2 separate regions of the Rattus norvegicus genome follow, and region 1 is linked to region 2. Evidence: chromatin contacts called from public Hi-C data. All regions are on one chromosome and are shown on one strand. Each heading gives the region's core, a stretch centred on a gene start, on an enhancer-like site or on the middle of the called end of the contact. The rest is flanking DNA. Distances are from core to core; before and after follow the strand shown.

Region 1 (4,779 bases), core at 537-3,036, 150 kb after region 2:
CACACACACACACACACACACACACACACACAAAACTGAATTTAAATACTAATAAACAAGGAGAAAAATAACCAAAAAAAAGCAAAACAGCATGGCTACAATGTCTAAGAACTCTGGCATATGATTAGGAGATAAAACTTAAGAAGAATACCTACCCACAAGCTAGAAGAACTGAGACTAAATGCCAAAGACAGAATCTCATTTAAATTATAACAGAAAATCCCTCAGATCTAGAAAATAGACAATACAAACACAAGAGGCATTTACAAGTTCAACTAGACGTGAGTGGAGAAGGACCTTTCCATGATACATAACAATGAAAATGTAAAAAACCCAGAGCAGAGGGAGACCCTGAAAGCTATAACAGGACTGGAAATGCAAGTCAGTTGTCAGAGTATTTGCTTAGAATGGATGAAGCCCTGGGTTTAGACCCCAGCCTAGGATAAAACTAGTCACGTGTACTGAACATTTATAATTCCAGGATTTAGGAGGTAAAGCAGGAGGATAAGAAGTTCACCACTGGCTACACAGCAAGCTCAAGAACAGCTTCTGATACAGAAGATCTAGCATCAAAAAGTAGATGATAAAAAAAAAAAAACTGTAAGGGATAATACAGCAACACATTTACAAAGATAAACAAATAACACCTGACCTCTCACCAGCAACCCTAGAAGCCAGAAAACCATAGAAAGATCCACTCGAGTCCTCAAAGTACAGAGCTGCTAATAAGACTGCTAAAATCAATAAAGACATTTTCTAATTAATAAGGGGAAGCAAACATTTCAAAATATGCAAACCAAGGCTCATGATGAGCAGATTAAGAGAATACCATAGGGGTTGGGGATTTAGCTCAGTGGTAGAGCACTTGGCTAGAAAACACAAGGCCCTGGGTTCAGTCCTCAGCTCCAAAAAAAAAGAAAGGAAGAAAAAAAAAAGAGAGAGAGAGAGAATACCATAGACAGAAGAAAGTTCACAGATAGACAACGCTCTCCTAGAAGTCATGGGCTTAAACAAGAACCCTGATGCCAGGGTCAGCATACCTGCCCATGAACTGTTTGCTACAGAGGCTGCAGACACCTTAAAAGTAAAGGCCATGGAATGGAGAATGGCTCAGTAGTTAGAGAAGCACTCGCTGTACTTTCAAAGGACCTGCATTCAGTTCCAAGCACCCATGTTAAGAAGCTCACAACTTTTGTAACTCCAACTCAGAGGAATCCAACATGCTCTTTAGACTTTCAGAAGGCACTTACTCCCCCTCCCCACACACTGATAGCAATAATAAAAATAAATCTTAGAGAGAGAGAGAGAGAGAGAGAGAGAGAATACAGTCTATTGTCATTGTTCTAGCTTGCCTACATAGAATGAGAAGCCAAAGACAGAATCTCAGTGAAATTATAACAGAGGCCCTCTTACTAACACACCACACGCTTTGGTCACAGGATACAAAGAAATGAAAACAGACCTGAACTGCAAACCCCCTCGCTGCTTACTAGTGTTTGCAGTGCTGGAAGGCGCAATGCAGGCTGCAGCTCACCCTTAGTCCCTCCCAGCTGAAGACTGGTGTAGGCGGCAATACTGGCCCGACAAGTAAATCTACTGGGGTGACGTGGCACAGCTATCTGCAGGACGACCACGTGTTTCTGCGATTGCTTTGACGACAGGCTTCACACGAGGGAATACACACCTGACACTATAAACCTGCTCAAAGCCTACGGCTGGGAGGACATGGACCCAAGCAGGGAACACAGTACCATTGTTGAACATGTCAAACTGCCTTCTAAACATTCATGCTTGTTCCAAGACCGTTGTGGCTCCCAGCCAAGGGTTTGAGGCTCTAATGAATGTAGACTCACATCTGACAAAAGGGTTAAGAATCAATGACAGAGGCAGCTCAGCTTACAACAAGAGTGTTTCTATCCCTTCACTGCACTGAGACCCAGGCAGGGTACATCATAGAAAAGAGGGCAGAAAGAATTTAAGATCAAGAGTATCGTGAATCACTGCTGTTGTAACCATGAACAGCAGCAGCTAGAGACATCTGCACACTTCCCATCATGCATAGAGGTATCTGAAGGTCCCATCTCTTCCTGTGGTAATTGCATCATTAATGGTTGCTTGAGAAGGGATGTCATTAGCTAATGGCACAGCCACTGGGGGATGAGGTAGGAAATATAAAAGGTTCAGAGAGAAAGGAAAGGGGATGCCAAAAGGCAATGGGGTGAACATAATCACAATACATTGTACATATGCATAAAAATATAAAAAAAAACCCTAAGAAGACTAGATGATTGGACCAGAAAATTTAGAGCCAGCAATTATCTCCAAGATAAATTCTGCTCACTAGCAGAAACCCAGACTGAGAATCAGTGCAGAAATTATCTGGCGAGCACACAGGCTGAAAACAGTTTTTGTGACATCTGATTAAGTAGGCTTCCAACCAAAGTGCATTAAGAGATACTGAGGGTCAGTAAAACATATTAATGAAGAGAACATAAAGACCATTAAATAAGTACAGGCCAGGATTAGGATTTGTGTGTGTGTGTGTGTGTGTGTGTGTGTGTGTGTGTGTGTGTGTGTTGGGGGGAGGAGGTGTGCATGAACAAGCATTTGGTTTTTGAGCCAGGGTTTCTCTATGCAGTCCTGGCTGTCCTGGAATTTGTTCCATTGACCAGGCTGGCCTTGAACTCAGATCCACTTAACTCTGCCTCCAGAGTGCCAAGATTAAAGGTGTGTGCTAAAGAAATGCTAAAAAATAAATCTAAGCTGAGAAAATGGCTTGGTTCATAAAATACTTGCTTGGTAGGCAGGAGAAACTCAGTTTGGACCACCAAACCCAAAGAAAGCATGGGTGCAGTGATGCACGCTTTTATTCTAGCAATGGCTAGATGGGAGGTGGGGACAGGCAGATCTCTCACTGTCTCAACCAAAGGTGGACAGTGGCAGGAGAATGGCACCCACAGCTGTGATCTCCATACATGTGTGCATCCACCCATGAACACATACATATATACATGGACATACTTGCACACACACAAACAGACATAAATTTAGAGACATAAATTTATCATTTTGTAGTACTACAAAGATAACACAACCAACCAAAATAGGGTAGTTGAGAAATAAATACAAATAAAATAAAATCTATGATATCAAATTATATGAGACAGACCAAAAAAGAGGGGCATTATGGAAAACACTGACCTTAGTTAAAAAAAAAAAAAAAAAACAAAAAACCCCCTATTTTAAATTTAACCACAGTCCTGTTATTAAGAGTAAACAAAGGTGGGTGATGGAAGCTCGTGCCGTTAATCCCAGCACTAGGGAGGAAGAGGCAAATGGCTCTTTGTGAGTTCAAGGCTAGCCTGGTCTACAGAACTAGTTTCAGGACAGCTGAGCTATACAAAGAAACCCTGTCTCCTATCTCAAAAAACCAAAAGGGGGGGGGGATAAATGACAAATATCTTACACCCAAATCCAAATTTTTTAGGGGGAGGATGAGACAAGGTCTCACTATATAGCTCTGGCTGGCCTGTAACTCACTATGTAGAGAACCAATATAATACAATAAATTAAAAGAAGTACTTGTTACTTTTTTAGTTTGCATGCATGCGTGCGTGAACTTGAGGTTGGTTTTCTCTTTCCACCTTTACAGGGTGCCAGGCATTGAACTCAGAGTGACAGGCTTGAACAACCAATGCCTTGACCCACTGTGCCATCTGGCCAAACCTCCAAAAAGTACTTTCTACCATTTATTATTTTGTCAATGTAAATTACACTGGTATAATTCAAGAATTTTACATTGGTTTCTCAATGCTATACTTGCTCTTCTAAATATAAAGTAACAGACCTGAGAAGGGACACCTGTGAGCACTGCCCCTCCCCCAAGGCTGTGCTGTGTTACCCTTACCTGGAGTGGACGGCCTTTCAAGCATGTTCAGATGATGGGAAATGAAGGCCTGACTATCATGAACGGTGTCCATATCGACCTCCTCCTCATCCTGAGAACTTGAGAACTAGTGCACACACAACAGGACAGAGAGACACAGCATTACTGTGTTCAGATATTATCTTTAAGGACAGTAGAAGAGAGGCCAAAGAACAGACCCTTTACAATCTTAAAAAGAAAAACAGTCTTGTGTTCAAAAGGCACTAAAACAAAAATTGGGTGGTCCAGCCTCCAAAAGCAGCTGATAAAGAATTTCTGTGAGCCAGACGTGATGGTGCATGCCTTTAAGACTAGCACTTGGGAGGCAAAGGCAAGTGATTTCTGAGTTTGAGGCTACCCTGGTTTACGAAGCGAGTTCCAAGAAAGCCAAGGCCACACGGAGAAACCATGTCTTAAAAAACCAACCAACCAAGATGGGGCAAGGATTATAAGCACTAATTCCTACCTTAGGGCATACTTTGCATCTTTAGTAAATGTGATTATATCCCAGATAACTCCAGGTAAATCATAAAGAGAATCTGAGTTTCAAGGGGAAGCACCAGTAGAGAATGACCAGAACAGTCTGCTCTGGATACTACTGAAAACAGAAGGCTGTAGTAGGGCAGACACTGTGTCATCAGTATGAAAATCATTCTAGAACATTCTTTTTACAGTGAAATGATTCACATATGCTCTTTTTACAGAGTCTGGGAATTTATAATGCAGAGCTAGAAAGAAAAGGCTTTCTAAAGGCAAAACCCACAAATTTAAAAAAAAAATTGTAAAATGTAATGGAATGTACCATCCCTTCCCAAATTAGATTACTCCTCCAGTCAATTTTCACTCAAAACCAC
Region 2 (4,963 bases), core at 1,003-3,502:
TGTTTAATTGACAAGTAGTACTGTAGACTAGTTTTCCAGAAGTAATATTGACATTGCTTGTCTTGTATCTAGTTCCTACAACATATGGAAGTAATTTACTATATGAGCAATGTTTTCAGGGGCTAAAACATTTATTCCATACTTTTCAAGCTTTTTGGTAGAGATAACACACGATTAGTAGGAGATGAGACGGGATGGCGGGAACAGTTTTTTATTCATTTATATTTTTTAATAATCTAGAAAATAAAGTCTTCTAAACTTATCCTTATTGCTGAGGGCTGAGACATTACAAGTGACTTGCCTGTGACAGTAGCACTTATTAATATAGACCCAGGGTCCCAGGCTGGGACTTTCATGATCCATTTCCAAAAAAAAAAGAGTCAAGTTTGAAAATAATGCAGTCATTAAAGAAACAGCATCGATTCCGGCCACTATCATTTAGAGAAAGCAGAAAAATGGTTCCTTTTAGGCACACTGGAAGGAGCCGGCAGCGGGCTGTCAGAGCAGCATGCTCAGGCCAAGGGCCTGATCCCCTGTCACAATCAGCCTTACCGGGTATGAAAAAGAGGGCTTTGAAGACAGCTTTTGCCTCCAATAAAAACAGCATTCTCTTTTGGCCCAGCAACCCCTCTCCCCTCTCCCCAGTGAAACACAATGCAGTTTTGTCCCTTTGGTTCCCCGGGGCCACAAGTTTTTAAGATCTGTTTTCTCATTCTTTCCCAAAGTACACTTCGCTGCAGCTCCCTCATCCATGTCTCCTACTACACCTTCAACATCCTTAAGCCCAACTCAGATCACTTGCTTGCCGTGTGGAGGATTCAATATTCCATTATACCTCATTTAGTAATACGGGTTTACAGGGGTATAAAGGCAGGTGGTGTTTCACAGTGTGCCAATCAAGAAACGCAGAGAAACACCAAATTCCCGGGGAGACAGAAAACATACTGTGATGTCAGAGAAAGGGAAGAAAATATTGCCCCCTAGAGTACCTGTCATTTCGAATACAATTTTTTAATTCTGAAACCATCAGCAGCTCCAATTTCCAGGAAATTAACCAAGCCATTGCTTAAGACCAGGTCAACTAGGCCCCCTCAGCCTGCACAAACGTTCCTTTATGAAGCCCCACTCTGCTCGGTACAGCCCACTGCAAAGGAGCCTCATTCACTCCAGCTGTGTTAGTTAAGTCAGCTCGGAAAACTCACCTTGCCTTCTTCCAGAAGGAAACACAGTGCAGATCTGCTCTTGAAAACTCTCTAAAGAGCTTACCTGGAGGGTTCCCCTAGTCTCAGTAAATCTTAGTCCCAAAGTTCTAAATTTCTAGCTTCTTTTTTTTAAGTTTATTGCCTTTTTTTTTTAACATCCTTTCTTTTTCTCACTCCTAGGTTAGAACTTTCTGGTAGCAAATAATGTCCCTTATACCACATGACAACACATCAGTCTCAGTCCTCTGTACCACATGGAACCTGCCAGCCTCATCCTTCTCCAACACTAAAGGCATACCTAGTCTCACTAAAGTTAGCGTAGCTGTGTCTAGGAACAAATGTTCATTTTATTTCAATGTTTATAAACTTCGGGATACAAAAATGTATGCATCCAGTTGTTGAGAATCGACAGTAAAGGTCTCTGATTAAAGCGTCATTCTTTACACCTAAGTTATAGACAGAATTGGTTTCATGACAGAGACACACCTTGGGCTAAATGAATCGCCCTGCAAGGCCGTCTGAAAGACGAATGCCCAAGGTGGCTGATGAAGACTGCCTAAGTGCACAGCACTGTTAGAGAAACAAAACTGCTAATAGCTACTACTCTTACCTGTGGGAGGTCCTTCATCCCATTCTGCCCTCTTAATTCGACTTGCTGTGAATCCTAAGCAGATATTGACACTGATGGCAAAAGTGAACAAGGATATTACCTGAGGGAATAAGGAGATGGAGTTGTCAAACACAGCTAGATTAGATGGATTCAAAGTGCATGAAAGTAGTTCAGATGACCCTAACACCCCGAGTCTTGCCAATTCTGAAAGGCATTCTCAGATCGTGTCTGAATTTGAACGAGGAGAAAAGAAACAAATCGAACCCAACTGGCAGTAATCCGGGAGAGTCAGCACCTCGCTAGTCACCGTACCGTCCTCCTACCTGGAATGACCCGAGACAGCCTTGTCTTGCCATGCCGAGGGATTCTTGGAAAGCCTCTGCAGGGTGTTCTCTGCTTGCCCTGAATGCTCTGCTCTCGGGGCTCTGAGTTCAGGCTGTTAACTCCAAGCAATCCCACCTGGGAAGTTGACAGGCGCATCTGATTCGTGCAGAGCTCGATTTCATCACAGTTGGTTCACAAATTGCAACTCTGAGCATAAGAGGCTTAAGGCAACATCCTTCTTGGCCCCACCCCCTGGCCGGCCCCTCCCCTCGCACAGACACTTTCATGTGGTATCCTTTGGCAACCGGGGGACTTCTTGTGTAGCTGTGGCCAATAACAGTGCATGTTCGTTTTTTTTTTTTCCTTCCTTCCCTCACAAATACATGGTTTGTCAAAAGAGAAACCAAATGTATTTTATCCGATAAAAATGAATCAGAGCTGCCCAGAACTTCCCATCAACTCGAAGCGTTTGCTATGTAGTTATTTGATGCCCTCAATCCTCCAACTTCAGGGTTTTTTAAAAGACAAGGGGGAAAAAAGTACAATTTATAAACCAAACAAATCTCCCTGTCTTTACCATCTGGTTATTTTTTTCTGGCAGTTAGAATGACCCTGTATCTATATAACTACATTCTCAGCTACTTCTGATTCCTCAGGAGTTTCACAACAATGGGATCTCCCAAAATTGCAACTCACACAAGAGATAGCATTCTTTTTCCCTCCATGTTGTTAAATTTTACACTAGTAACTTTTATCAACATACTGGGACGGCCAGCCGAGTTGCATAAAGTCCTTCTGAATATGAAAAGAGACAATATCATCCCAGTCTCTACCCATTCCTGACAAAAGTCAGCTTGTTTGTGGGGTGGGGGTGGGGTAGGAAGCAGGCATAAAGGACAGTAGGGGAGGGAGCTTGATTAGCCTTGAATTTAGCTTGAAAGAAGCAGTGGCTGCAAGAATTCCTATCAAATGCTCATCTACTTTGCAAAGACTGTGTCGAAGCTTCGTCCTGTGAGGCTCTTCTTGTGCGTGTTGAAGCGTCTATCCTAAGCAATTTTGCAACTTGGCAACCACACCAAATTTAGAAGTCTCTAAATCGGAAAGTCGTTTACATATTATATGCCTTTAGGATTCAAATGAGGGGAGGCTTGTTTTTGGCTTCTCCTGCCAGGCCCCTGGACGGTGGTTCTCTGCAGAGCACGTAAGTGCATATGTAAACAAGCAGGAGCCTTCCAGGCAGCAACTGCTCTAGGAAGCCCCCGGGGCTCTGCTCGCATAGAACCTGATAGCACAAAAGCTAAGAGCTTGTTTCCGTGGACTGCAGAGTGAGCCTGGGTTTCATTACAAACTCTAGAGTTTAGTAAACAGCTCACTGAAAAGAAGAAGAGACACTGCCAGACATCCAGTTGCTCTTCTCGGGTCCTCTTAGCTTTGGACTCTCACAGAGGGGGCAGGCTATGAATTTATCTACAAGCCTCTCGCTTTAGTCTGTATGCCAAGCTAAACTGATCTGCAGTTGATTATTTTAGCAAGGCCTCTAAAAGATGTTAACCCCATGTTAAGATTTTTCTACTATATATTCAGTTTCCAGATGCAAACTGCTGTTTACGGGGAAGTCTGTAAACCAAGAGGAAATCATGGGTTCTGCACTGTTATTTCAGTGTACGCTGCATGCTACAGAGGATCCAAAAACAGCCTCCTTTCCTCTCCAGCCTCCCAGGCCTACAAGACTCAGCAACTTGAGACTTTTCTCTGACACAGAAACCCATCTCTAAGAAAACCGAGGCTCTCCTCAGGAGAAAAAAATACAGCTCAGAAACTGAAGATCCTTTCGTGCTTTATTGTTTTATTTTATGGCATGCAAACTAGCTATGCAGGGAAAAGGGGTGACTAAGTGTGATAGCAAATTGGTCGTGTACATCCTGGTCTGTACAGCAATGGATTACCCATTTACCCAAAAGGATCAAGATCAGCCAATGTTTCTGGTAAGCATTCTGGCAAAGAGCTGTATTTCCACCAGATCACTGGGCATCAGGAACTTGTCAATACATAAACACTTGTGCATACACACACCCACATGCACATGCATATACACAAACACACACATGCACACACATACACGTATACATACACATATACAAACACATATGTATGTACACATAAACATGCACATACACATTCATACACATACAAGAACATACACATACACGCACGTCTAAATACACACTATCTAGCTATAGTTAAGCAAATTGTGTGTGTATTTTATATGTGCATATGTGTATGAAGGCATATGTGCTTTCCATGTGTTCGTGTGTGGAAGCCAGAGAAGGGCTTTGAGTATCCTGCTGTATTACTCTGCCCCTTACTCCGTTGAGAGAGGGAGTCTCATTGAAATGAGAGTCAGGCTGGCAATCAGAAATCCTCAACAATCCTCTTGTCTCCACCCCCAAACAGGGCTCGCTGGGCAAGACAGAAGGCAAGCAGATTTTTACTGCAAGGTATCATTATAGATTAGACAGTCAGGGGATAGCCCTATGTTGGCATCAAATCAACTGTAAAACACAATTAACTCTCATTATCTCAAATAAAGAAAACTCTGGCAGTGTACACAATAGGTCCAAAAAATCACCAAAAATGACTAGACTGCATTGAAAAATCTTTCAAAAGAAAGAAAGTTCACCTGCTATTGTGTTTCAGGTTTTGATAGAAGGACACATATCACTGACTGGCTCAAAACAGCAGAAAGTGTATGGGGGAGAAAAACGCTATAACCTCCAGTGTGGGTTATTAAGCCATATTTCAGAGAACACTGCCCTCTGGCAGAGAA

The links. A called contact is a pair of places that touch in the nucleus more often than the background predicts.
Region 1: a contact with region 2 is called in a Hi-C map of Schwann cells, with 2.7 times the contacts expected there. The contact joins the enhancer-like site here to the promoter of Enpp2 in region 2. A contact is called at or near these places in 6 of 12 Hi-C or Micro-C datasets (the A7r5 cell line, Schwann cells, frontal cortex and 3 more) and 1 of 1 datasets of contacts at active chromatin or transcription factors (oligodendrocytes).

The regions. Positions count from the first base shown.
Region 1 is chr7:88,320,420-88,325,198 of GRCr8, forward strand. It overlaps Taf2 (TATA-box binding protein associated factor 2), which reads right to left. Exons shown (of 26, transcript NM_133319.1): 24 at 3,908-4,013. Among named protein-coding and RNA genes, the nearest start is that of Taf2, 47 kb to the right of the region's middle. Within about 2 kb of position 1,787, at least 18 of the 93 cell types and tissues checked have an H3K27ac peak or open chromatin away from gene starts, as enhancers often do. A contact at or near this core is called in Schwann cells, where this site is marked.
Region 2 is chr7:88,169,995-88,174,957 of GRCr8, forward strand. Enpp2 (ectonucleotide pyrophosphatase/phosphodiesterase 2) reads right to left here and starts at 2,253. Exons shown (of 25, transcript NM_057104.3): 1 at 2,136-2,253; 2 at 1,813-1,912. The coding sequence starts at 2,168.